Linked DNA regions of Mus musculus: region 2 is linked to region 1. The links are chromatin contacts, called in public HiChIP or PLAC-seq maps. All regions are on one chromosome and are shown on one strand. Each heading gives the region's core, a stretch centred on a gene start, on an enhancer-like site or on the middle of the called end of the contact. The rest is flanking DNA. Distances are from core to core; before and after follow the strand shown. Region 1 holds the start of Wwp2 (WW domain containing E3 ubiquitin protein ligase 2). Region 2 has its middle 25 kb from the start of Gm35145.

Region 1 (5,486 bases), core at 1,191-3,690:
GGAAGGTAGAGAATCTATCGTAAGTTCCTCCACAACATAACCAGTTTGAGGCCAGCCTGGGCTAAAACCTACCTTCTATCAAAAAGCTAAAAGACCCTGTCTCAGAGAGAAAGGGAGGGGAGGGGGGAGAAGGGAGGGGAGGGGACTGGCTGGACCGGACAGGGAGAGAGGTTGAGCATAGTAAATAGCGCACAGCTTTAATCCCAGCACTTGGGAGGTAGAAACAGCTGGATCTTTATGAGTTCTAGGCCAGCCAGGTCTACACAGTAAAACTTTTGTCTCAAATAAATAACCAAAATAAAAATAAATGAGAATCTGGTATCAGTTCTTTGCAGATGGGGATGTAGTCACTAAATGAAAGACTAAGATAGACCTGGTGGTATTGGCCTCAAATCCTAACTACTGTTGTGTTGGAGGCAGAAGGATCACAAGTTCAAGGCCTGCCTGAGCTACAGGAGTTTGAGGCCACCCCAGGCAACTTACTGAGAGCCTGTCTCAAAAGGAAAAAAATAAAATAAAAAATTACAAAAAGAAGGGAAGTGGGAAGGTGCAATGTTCAACAACAACAAAAAATTAAGAGACTGACAAGCCAACTGAAGCCTTCTCCTCATGGTTCTGGCTTTCCATAGACCAGTAACACTAAACAGAGAAAGGGACGGGAAACTTATGCTCTAACCCCTTGTTCTCCACATACACCGAGCAGTGTGACCTTTAAAAACTCATTTACTTCTCAAACACTGACCAAGTACTCCTAACATACCAGGCCTGGGGCTAGTAGCCAAAGAAGTCAGGTAAAATAAGATCACTGCCCTTGAATGATTTACAGTCCTAGCAGGAAGACAGTAAACAAGGAAGAAAAACAAAATGAGGATGTCAGGCAGGCTGAGACTAAAGAGATGCAGGCGAAAGCACTCACTGCTCTTCCACGGGACCAAAGGTCAGTTCCCAGCATGCAAATCCAGAGGCTCACAACCACCTGTATCTCTAGCTCCAAAGGACCCAATGCTCTGTCTGTCCTTGGTGGGCACATACACACAGGAACATACACACAAATAAAAATACATCTTTTATTTTAAGTCAATTCTCTTAGCTTGTTATCTATAAAGTGTGAATGACTTCTCGAGACTGCTACAAAAATTAACTTTTAAATGCTTATAATATACCCCCCAAGTCTTCAACTCCTAATATATTAATGCAAAGTGCTTTTTCCCCCCTAGCGACCTGTGATTCTGGCTCCTGTCAATGTCCCATTTGAACCCTGACCTTCGTTGCATTCATAAACTTTGCTTCACTTCTGCAAACCTTAGCAAAAGTGAAGGGAAAAGAGGGTGGCCTGTTTGTTTATTTAGGCTGGCTTGGAACTTGGAGCCATCTTCAGGCCTAGGCCTAGAGGATGAAGAATCTTAAGATGGGTATTTTTAACCTCAAAAACTACGATCTAGGTCACAGTTCTAAGGAACACAAGAGAAACTTCTCAGTCACCCCACCTAGTCACAGCTGGTCAAGATAAGCAGTCACATGGTAAAGGAAGCTGCATAATTTAAGCTTGAGAGGTCTCAAATCGGTATGGGCAGACTTTCAACTGTCCATGACTTCAGCAGTCAATGCGTTGCTGAGGTAACGCCGGCCCAGGTCGCCAACAACAGTGTAGGTTAAAAGTCTTGTTATGATCACAGCAAAGCACCTACACGTCTTTTTTTTTTTTTTTTTTTTTTTTTTTTTGGTGGCCTCCAAGATGACCCGATCCGGGAGCATCTCAAAGAAAGACGATCTGATGGGCAAGGTTCCCAACAAGTGGAAACCCTACCCAAACAGGGCAAAGTGGGTGTGACCAGAGTCAGACGATCAAGACTCAGGGATCCCTCCTGAAGTTTAAAGAACTGAACAGAACCGGTATCAAAGTCCCGGATCGCCATCCTTTTTAAAGAGGACGGAAGGAAAAAAGACTCTTGGAATGGGGTCCAGGCCGCATCGTCCAGATTTTTTTCTCCCTGTCCCTACAAGCCAGACGCCCACTCCCAGGCAGCCCCTTCCAGGGAGCAAATGAGTCTTCCCCGGCTGAGGTCGGGCCCCCTTCCCAGACAGACACGGCTCCTCCGCACCGCAGGCACCCGGGGCTGGGGGTCTCCTTCCGGAAGCGCCACCAGCGGGCGACTCCCGCCGGGCCCCGCGCCCACCCCGCCCGGGCGCGAGCCGGGACATCCCTCCTCGGAGGCCGGAACCGCGCGCCAGGCCCCTCCCACAGGAAGCCGCCGCCCCCCGGCGCCCGCCCCGCGCCGCCCCCGGCCCCTCGCGCCGCCCGCCGCCCCCTGGCTGCCCCGCGCCGCCCGCTCGCTGCCGAGCCCCCCAGTGCCCCCGCGCCACCTACCTGCCGCGGCCACACCAGCGGCGCCTAACTCCGCTCCACTTCCGCCTTCCAGCGCCCGCACTCGGGCCGGGTCACGTGGGCGTGCGCGGTCACCTGACCCGGAAGAGGCTGGCCGGGGCGCGCAGGTGCGGACCACCTAGGACCCGGGCGGCGAGCGTTTGACCCGCTCAGGGCCGGGATTGCAAGGATCACCCGGGCTGTGCCCGAGCAAACGTATAAAATAAGGGCTCACCGGGCCCCGGGGTCTTTATGTATGCCTTTGGAAGCAAGTACAGTTGTTTTCCCGCCATGGTACAGGTGGGAGAAGACCATCCGATCAGTTAAGTCAAGTCTTGAAGGAGTTGCTGGATAAAAAACAGTACGCTCCCCCCCTCCAAACTTGAGTGTCAGATAAACCGTGTAACTCTAAGCATGTCCCCAAATTTGCAAAGGATGTTTTGGTACCACAGATGTATACTGATCAAACTTGAGCATCCCATGTAATGTCGTTAGCTTGTGCCAACTCTGTAAGGCCTTGTTCTCAGTTCTAGAAGTATAAATGCCCTGGCCTTTGTAAGGCATCTGTTGTTCCAAGAAGCAAAACTGGAAAGAGGGACGGGAGTGGAGCATGGGACATGACACACGACAACCTGACACCCTTTCAAAACTTCCGGAGTCCCTACGTGTCTTCCCCATGGGGAACCAACTCCCATCCCCCCCCCCCCGCTCCCCTCCCCTACGGAGTAAACTGAACATTATGAATTAACAAACAGGGAATCTATGTAAGTAACCCTGGCTGACCTGGAACCCAGCGCTGTCCTTGGCCACCTGATTCCTGGCATTGTAGACATACCTCACCGTAGCCTGGACAACAGAAACTTTCTGGGTTTTGCAAGATTGACAGTTGAACGTGACTAGTCCAGGGCGTCCCAACTGACCTATGTTCCCAGCCATTTTGCTTCCTTTCTGGTTTTTATTTGGAACAGGGTCTTATTTTAAATGCTCCAACTGGCCAAGAACTTTTAATTCCATTGCCTTAGCTTCTGAGTAGTTAGGATTACCAGTTTATACCATTGGGGTGGAGGGTTAGGGGTGAGAGAGGAGACAGGTGGGGCAAGATTTTATGTAACCTAGGCTGGCATCCACCACCGAGTTAATTGTTCTGATTACCTGGATTTTTGTTGGGTTTTTGTTAACTGAAATATTACATTTTCATTTGTATTTTATTACATAGATGTTTCTCTTGAAGTGTATCTGTGTACCACCTGTGTGTCCGGTGTCTTTGCTGTGGGGTATCTACCAAGAGAAAGTCTTTATTAGCCACCCTGTGACTACACTGGGTGTTCAGGATCCCTGTGTAGTATCAAGCCTTTCTCGGGGCGAGGTTTTAAGCGCAAAATTCGCGTCCTGGGTCGACATGCTCCAGTTAGCAGAAACAGCAACAGAACTACAGAAGCCAAAAGGCGAGATGAATGCATCTAGAGACTTTCCCAGAACTGGGGACTTTGGTGGATTATGTCTCTGTTTTCTTTCTTTCTCTCTTTCTTTCTTTAAGATTTTATTTATTTATTATTATAAGTACACTGTAGCTGTCTTCAGACACACCAGAAGAGGGCGCCAGATTCCATTATGGGTGGTTGTGAGCCACCATGTGGTTGCTAGAATTTGAACTCAGGACCTTCGGAAGAACAGTCAGTGCTCTTACCCGCTGAGCCATCTCACCTGCCCCCCCCCCCCCCCCCCCGTCTCTGTTTTCATGTTGGCAGGTGGTGCTGTCTGTGTGCTGAGTTTTATGGCCACAGTGGTACTTCCATCATGGAGTCAGTTCGTAGTGAATGAGTCAAGTCATGGACTCACCCTACTCTGAAGAGGTGTAATTGGCCAGACAGTGGTGTATACCTTCAGTCCTAGCACTCAGGAGGCAGAAGCAAGGGAATTTATGTGAATTGAAGGCCACCACTGGTCTACAGAGCAAGTTCCAGGACAGCCAGGGCTACATAGAAAAGCTCTGTTTCAAAAAAAGAAAGAAAGAAAGAAAGAAGTGTAGTTGGTCCTAAGGACCATTAATTTTACTGGACAGATACACTGATAGGTAACCGGCCACATAATTTAAGATGCACGGCCCTATCATTCCGCCAATCAGAATGAGAATTAAAGATCCATCCAGTGCTGATAACAGACTAGTTAGCCAGGGGACCAAGAAGATAGAGACAGGTACTATTTGATTTATGTCTTCATCTGTTTTTCTTTTTGAAGTTTTCCTCTACATGACAAGACTTTTTTCCTAATTACTCTTGATCAATTACCATTAAAAAAACGACAGGTCTTCCCCCAAGCCATACATAGATAGTTTCCTTTATCTCCTAAGAAGTATGTCCAATTCTCTCCAATTTTATATGAGCATTCCTTCAAGGGAATCCAACTGTTGTTTTAATTCAGACATGGAAAATTTTAATACCTCTAGATCCTGATCAACCTGTCTACTCAGCTTGGAAAACATCAGAAAAGGCACATTTAGTCAAACCGTTAGTACATGGCCACCAGGTAGGCGCAGAGCCCCAATAATATTGCTGTTGTCCAGATGAGTTAGCCCACAAGGCAGAATAGCAGACATCAGAATAAGGGCAAGTGCCTTGATGAAAGGCTTAGGATATTAGACAAGTTCCTGTCCCTTGTACGCCCTTTAACACTACTCTGAGCTTTCCCCATCCCACTTTCATCAGTCAGTGGGCTGACAGTCTGATTTCTGGCTGGGGATGATGGCCTCTATCCCAGGGTCCCTTCCTGTGGCATAGAGTCAGATTCCCCAGGCCTTCCCTGTTTTTCAAAGGTCGGAATCTTTCTTAAGGGATTTTTCAGGAAGCCTCAGTCCCACAACTCTTAATTTTTGCAGTGGGAGGCTTGAGAGATGGCTCAGCGGTTAGGTTAAGAGCACTGGCTGCTCTTCCAGAGGTCCTGAGTTCAATTCCCAGCAACCACATGGTGGCTCACAACCATCTGTAATGGGATCTGATGCCCTCTTCTGGTGTGCATGAAAACAGCTACAGTATGATCATATAAATAAAACAAATAAATCTTTAAAAAAAAAACAACAACTTTTTTTTCTTTTTTTGCAATGGAAACTCCCTTATTCCTGGCA
Region 2 (5,636 bases), core at 968-3,467, 2.0 Mb before region 1:
AGGCCTGCATCAGGCATGGTGAAGTCACAGACCTGACTACGTTTCACAGAGGAGGATCCGGGGGAACACTAAAGGACACCATGCGCTTTGGAAATGGCCTCAAGAAAGCAAATGACACATTTGAGAGTTGGGTAATACTCCTCAGTGTCAAATGGATGAAACTCTTCATGACACTCTGAGGATGGTGGCTGTGTTCTACATAGAAAGAGGAGAGAGTTACTCTACAGCTCCTGCTTGTGTTAGAAGACAGTGGTCTGACACCGAAAGGGCTGAAATGTAGGGGATGGCTGTAGGTAATAGGAAACTGAAAGGCTTAGACACAAGTCCAGTTAAAAGTGTTCAGAAGCAAGGCTGGAGGAATAACAAGGGGAAGTAGTCATGGACGTGTGTACAGGCATACCCATGTGGCCTAGGGTTTCCATTGCTATGAAGAGATACCATAACCAAGGCAACTCTTATAATGGACCACATTTAATTGGGGCTGCCTTACAGTTTCAGAGGTTCAGTCCATTATCATCATGGTGGGAAGTGTGACAGCGTCCAGGCAGACATAGGGCCGGTGGAGACAAAGTTCTACATCTTGATCCAAAGGCAGCCAGGAGAATACTGGCATGATGGATCAGGCAGCTAGGAGGAAGGTCTCTTCTGCAAGGGGTGGAGACCGAGTACAGGAGGCGTGTTCTCAAAAGCCCACCCCTACAGTAACAAACTTCCACCAACAAGGCCACGCCTCCTAAGAGTACCACTTCCTATGGGCCAAGCATATTCAATCTACCATTGGGACTGGCTCACTGACTGAATGAGCATGTATCCGCTGCCTCACAGGAGACTTCCATGTCCGAAGCTCATGGTTGCTGCTTGAATGGGGATCTTCATCCAGATGGGGATAGTGACACTGAGCCCCAGAGGCCACTGGGAAGATTCAGACAGCTCAGCTACTGTGGACGGAGGTTTGAGACTGGTGTTCCACACAAGGGGAGGGACAGAGTACAGATGAACAATGTACAGAGTACTGAGTTATGAACAATGAGGTGACAGGGGCAGAAAGCATCTACGGAGGAGGGCAGGAAACACGTGCTGCGCGGACAGGTCACGTGGATCCAGGTTTCCGTTGATATATAGCCTCTTTCATTAAAGCCCAAGGAAGGGCACACTGACATCACTCCAAAGAGTTGAACTAGTGAAGAAAATAAAAAAGTGACTCTAAACCTGGCCGTTTAGTTTTAATATTGTAATACGTAGACCACTGCATGATGGGAGAAATGCACCCTCATATTTTGCTATTGGAAATAACCTGGCCCGGCCCTTTAGATTAGGAAATAATTCGGAAATATGTATCAGAAGGCTTAAAAGGGATTGTATTCTTTAAAGCAATACCAATTTCTTAGACTGCTTTACCAAAAAAATAAAAATAAAAACAAAAACAAAAACCCTTGCTTTAAAAAAAAAAAGCGCCGTACAGAGATTCATCACAGGATATATGTGAGTCTTAGCTTAGATGCTTAGCACGGTGGAATGGTTTCGTAACTTTTGATATACCTACCGAGGAGAATATTAAGCAGCCGTGAAAATGATATTTAAAATGGATTTGCTGTTTGTTTTAAGAAAGAATTGATATTCAATACCGTCACAAATATATAAAACGAACTAGAATGCCCACAAACAGGAAAACACAGAGAAAGAAGCAGCACAATTTAAATAGGGCCTATCTATACTTTTTAGACTGCCTTTGGCCAGTATTATTAACCCATTATTTTGAAAATTTTCTATAGAAATCTTTAATGACTATTAATCAGCAAACAGTCTCTAACAAAGACGGACTGAAGCCTGGTGCCGGCTTATTGTAGCTTTGAAAAGGGATCAGGGAGGGCTGGACAATGGCATGCTTGTCACAGTAAGGTAGCCTGGCCGGGATGAGATGCTCTGAGGCCTGCAGAGACCTCTGGGGACACAAGGCTCTGAACACATACATCCCGTGAGCTGTTTTCCCACGCCCCTCCCTTACATCCCCTGCTCGCAGAAAGGACGGGGTACCAGGTACAAGTACCCTCTCAGTGTTTCACTCAGAGCTGCTGCTTCCAGAACTCTCCATTTCCCAGAAACCCTGCCTTGTCCCTCCTTTGCTAGCTTTAGTTTCTCAGATTCCAGAGCCCGGAGACAGCAAGAGTGGGGGGAGGGGAGCAGGGAACACGTGATTGCCGCCGAGACACGCCCTAAGCCCATAATGTCTGAAAGGTTAAGCAAAGACAGAGATGTGAAGAGGGAAGACTCTCCATTCAACAATAATCGCTCCCCTCATCCCTTCCTAAAATGGGAAGAAAGGGTTGCGAGGTGACATTAGGCACTTTAAAATATGCAAAATTAGGAGCTGTGCAGACCTCATTAACACCCGCCTCCAACATCATTAAGATGTTTCCAAGAAAATTAATTGAGAGACTCATTAAAAATAAATTAAGAAAAATGTGTTGCAGAGCGCCCGTATTCAGCTCATAAATCACAGCTCAGAGCTCCGGCCCGCTGCTCCAGCAATTAACTCCAACCGATTTGTTTTATCCTGAGTGTGAAAATTAGAAAGCAGACGTGGAGATTAGATTAGGGACGTCTGTCAAGCGGAACTTGGAGTGAATATTTTAGATTACAAAATGGAAACCAGGAAAACAAAGAAAGCAGAGATTTCATACCGAGGAGTTTGTCCGTGAAAAGGGACTGGCGGATGAAGGGGGTTGGAGGGAGGGCGTGGGGGGGGGGGAGGGAGAAGCTGTGAGAGAAAAGAACAGATGTTTATATTATAAGTCTAAATAGATACTCGTGGCAGGAGAGACATAAAATAGAGGGTCCTTGATGTCACTTACATACGTATGCCATACTTTCATGTTGAGACATTCATTCTTATCACTCCAAACAGTTCCGGGTCTGAGTATGGGATCCATCTTCCTCCGTATGAAAAGAAATACACTAACTTCTCTTTGTGTTTCTTATTCCATAGTCAATAGCCAACAGTTACCTGGGGTTTCTAGTTTTGTTTCTGTTGCTGCAACAAACGGCCGGGTCAAAAGCAACTTGGAGGAGGCAAAGGGCATATTCAGTTTACACGCCCAGTTCACAATCCACCATTGAGGGAAGTCAGGGTGCAAACCATGAAGGAATTTGGATTATTGGCCCTCAGGCTCAGTTAGCTTCCTTATATAGCCCAGGACCACTGCATAGGGGATGGTACCGCCCACAGTGGGCTGGGCCCTCCCACATCAATTAGCAATTAAGGAGACACTGCACAGACTTGGCCACTTCTGTAACTGAGCTTCCTTCTTCCCAGATAATGCCAGGTTGTGATGAGCTGACAGTAAGAGCTATTCAGGAGATGGAGTAGTTAGCAGGCCTCTTGCTGGTTTCACACATGTATGCCATTCTAGTTAAAGTTCACAACTCCAAAACAGAGAGTCAATTTATAAGTTATGGAACCAGGGCTGGAGCGATGGCCCAGTGGTTAAGAGCACTGACTGCTTTTCCAGAGGTCCTGAGTTCAATTCCCAGCAACCACATGGTGGCTCACAACCGTCTGTAATGGGATCTGATGCACTCCTCTGGTGTGCTTGGAGATAGCAACAATGCTCTAATATACATAAAACAAGAAAATAAATCTTAAAAAAAAAGTTACAGAAACTGATGCCCAAGGTAAAGTGTGAGCTTGGGGGATTATGTTGGGTTTGCAAACCTTGTGCTTTACTCTGAATCTGGTGAAGCCATCTGTGGCAGGTTTTTGTTTTTGTGTTTTTTCCAGTCAGCTTCTTTTTTGTTTTTGTTTTTTTTTTTTTTTTTTTCATTCTTTTCTTTCTTCCTTCCACAAATGTTTACTGTAAACTGCCAGGTGTGGTGCCGGGCTGGAGAGATGGAGTGGTGGCTTCCTCGGGTTTAGGAAGATGGGTACTGGGCGAGACACTGCAAATGACGTCCTGGTGCAGAGGACACACTTAGAACCCCGTCCCCAGGGCAACAGAGACCTTCTGTCACCCCAGTCACTTACTGCATGTCCATTCCGTAAAAGCACTTCCTGAGTTAGATCACTGGTTATCAGCTATGAGGCACTGGGCAAGCCATTCAACCTCTTAGTTTCCGCATCTGTAAAATGGGGATAATACTGGTACTCCCTGCAGAATGAGTCCTCCCTCCCTTCCTTCCTCCACATCCCTCCTCCATCCCTCCTCCCCTCCCTTCTTTTCATTCTTTCTCTTGAGAAAATCCCAAGAAGCCCTTAGCAAAGTGCCCAGCTCAGAGCAAACACCGAGGAAATGTCAGCAGTTATTATTTAGAGGTGACATTTATGTTGGCTCTTAAAGGAGCAGTAGGAATTCAATTAGAATTCCATTTCTAGGGACAGCTGCAACCTTATGGGTAGTATTTAATATTATTTGGATCTTTTGAGTAAAGGGAAGAGGGGATAATCCCGGGCATTAATGAGAGCCAGGCTGGCTTGTCATAACACACAGCCTCACTGGGTCAAGGATCTGAGCTCGGGCTGTGAGTGGGATTTGAGGGCAGGACAGGGGATGCGCGGCGCCTTTATCGAGCTTTCTCAGGGCACCTTGAAGGCAGGGAGGAAGAACGCCATGCTGAAGGGAGAAAGGTGAAGGTGGAGGAGACACACCGCGTCACATTCTCCACTGCTTCCTGCCTTGCCCCAGAGGCAGCCGACAGGGGGCGGTAGCTGGTAGACTGGTTTTGTAACCTCTGGGATTCAGTGGCAGCCCAGTGGGTTGTGTCATATCGTTGCTTTTGTTTAATCTAATTGTTAATAGATGGGATGGAGGTCTTCATAACAGGTGTGCTGGCCCATCAATTGCGATGGGGTCAGTAATGGGCCAGAGATGCAGGATCTGGGTGAACCCACATCTGGGTGTTCTGAGATGGCCCTAGCTGTTACTCACAGCTGGTGTCTCTTCTGACCCATCGAGGCTGGTCCTGTAAAGAATCACTCTGTGCTTTGGGAGAGCCAGGTCAAGGCAGAGTCAGAAAATTGGAAACATGAGAAAATATATCCTAGGTGGGTTGATCACCTACTTAATCATAATGCAAGGGCCAAAATATTTGATCTGGTGAGTACCCTGGGCAGGGGGGAAAAAAAAGACTATAAAGACAGTTGACTCCCCAAAGCTTTGCTAAGAGAAAGTTGTCTAATGGCTACGGGAGCTGGAATCACTTCTGGACACAATGCAGGCTTGCTGTGCCACAGGCAAAGAGCAATGACACACTGGAAACCAGTTGGCTGACACTAGGATGTCTTAAAGTCTCCTGTCTTTACAGCTTAGAGGTCTGCTGTAGGGTAGGAGCCATGGGAGGATAACAGGGTGCTCTCAGCAGACAGGACAAATCTCACACTTTCCAGATGACAGACACCGAAGGTAGAAAAGAAGCAATCACGGGGGGGGGGGCGTGGATGGCAGAGGAAGGGCACAGTACTGAACTTCCTAGATTTAAAGAAATAAAGCCAAAGCCGTAAAAGCGACCAAACGGCAGATCCCTGATAGTAGTAGTTAAGTAGAGTTCCCTGAGACCCAGCTCTCACCTTGGTCCCTTGTCCAAATAGGTGCCCTGTTCTGTGGAGTTTGCAACCCACATATCTTCTGTGCCTGCCCGTCTCC

The links. HiChIP or PLAC-seq counts read pairs in DNA pulled down with a chosen protein or histone mark.
Region 2: an H3K4me3 HiChIP or PLAC-seq map of embryonic forebrain shows a contact between it and region 1, with 8 times the contacts expected there. The contact joins the enhancer-like site here to the promoter of Wwp2 in region 1. A contact is called at or near these places in 6 of 39 promoter capture datasets (cranial neural crest, embryonic stem cells, frontonasal cranial neural crest and 3 more), 5 of 115 datasets of contacts at active chromatin or transcription factors (craniofacial prominence, embryonic forebrain, embryonic limb bud and 2 more) and 1 of 9 other capture datasets (embryonic tail).

What each region holds. Positions count from the first base shown.
Region 1 is chr8:107,433,324-107,438,809 of GRCm38.p6, reverse strand. Wwp2 (WW domain containing E3 ubiquitin protein ligase 2) reads right to left here and starts at 2,440. Exons shown (of 24, transcript NM_025830.4): 1 at 2,369-2,440.
Region 2 is chr8:109,433,787-109,439,422 of GRCm38.p6, reverse strand. It overlaps a transcript of Pmfbp1 not described here. Among named protein-coding and RNA genes, the nearest start is that of Gm35145, 25 kb to the left of the region's middle. Within about 2 kb of position 2,217, at least 33 of the 459 cell types and tissues checked have an H3K27ac peak or open chromatin away from gene starts, as enhancers often do. A contact at or near this core is called in embryonic forebrain, where this site is marked.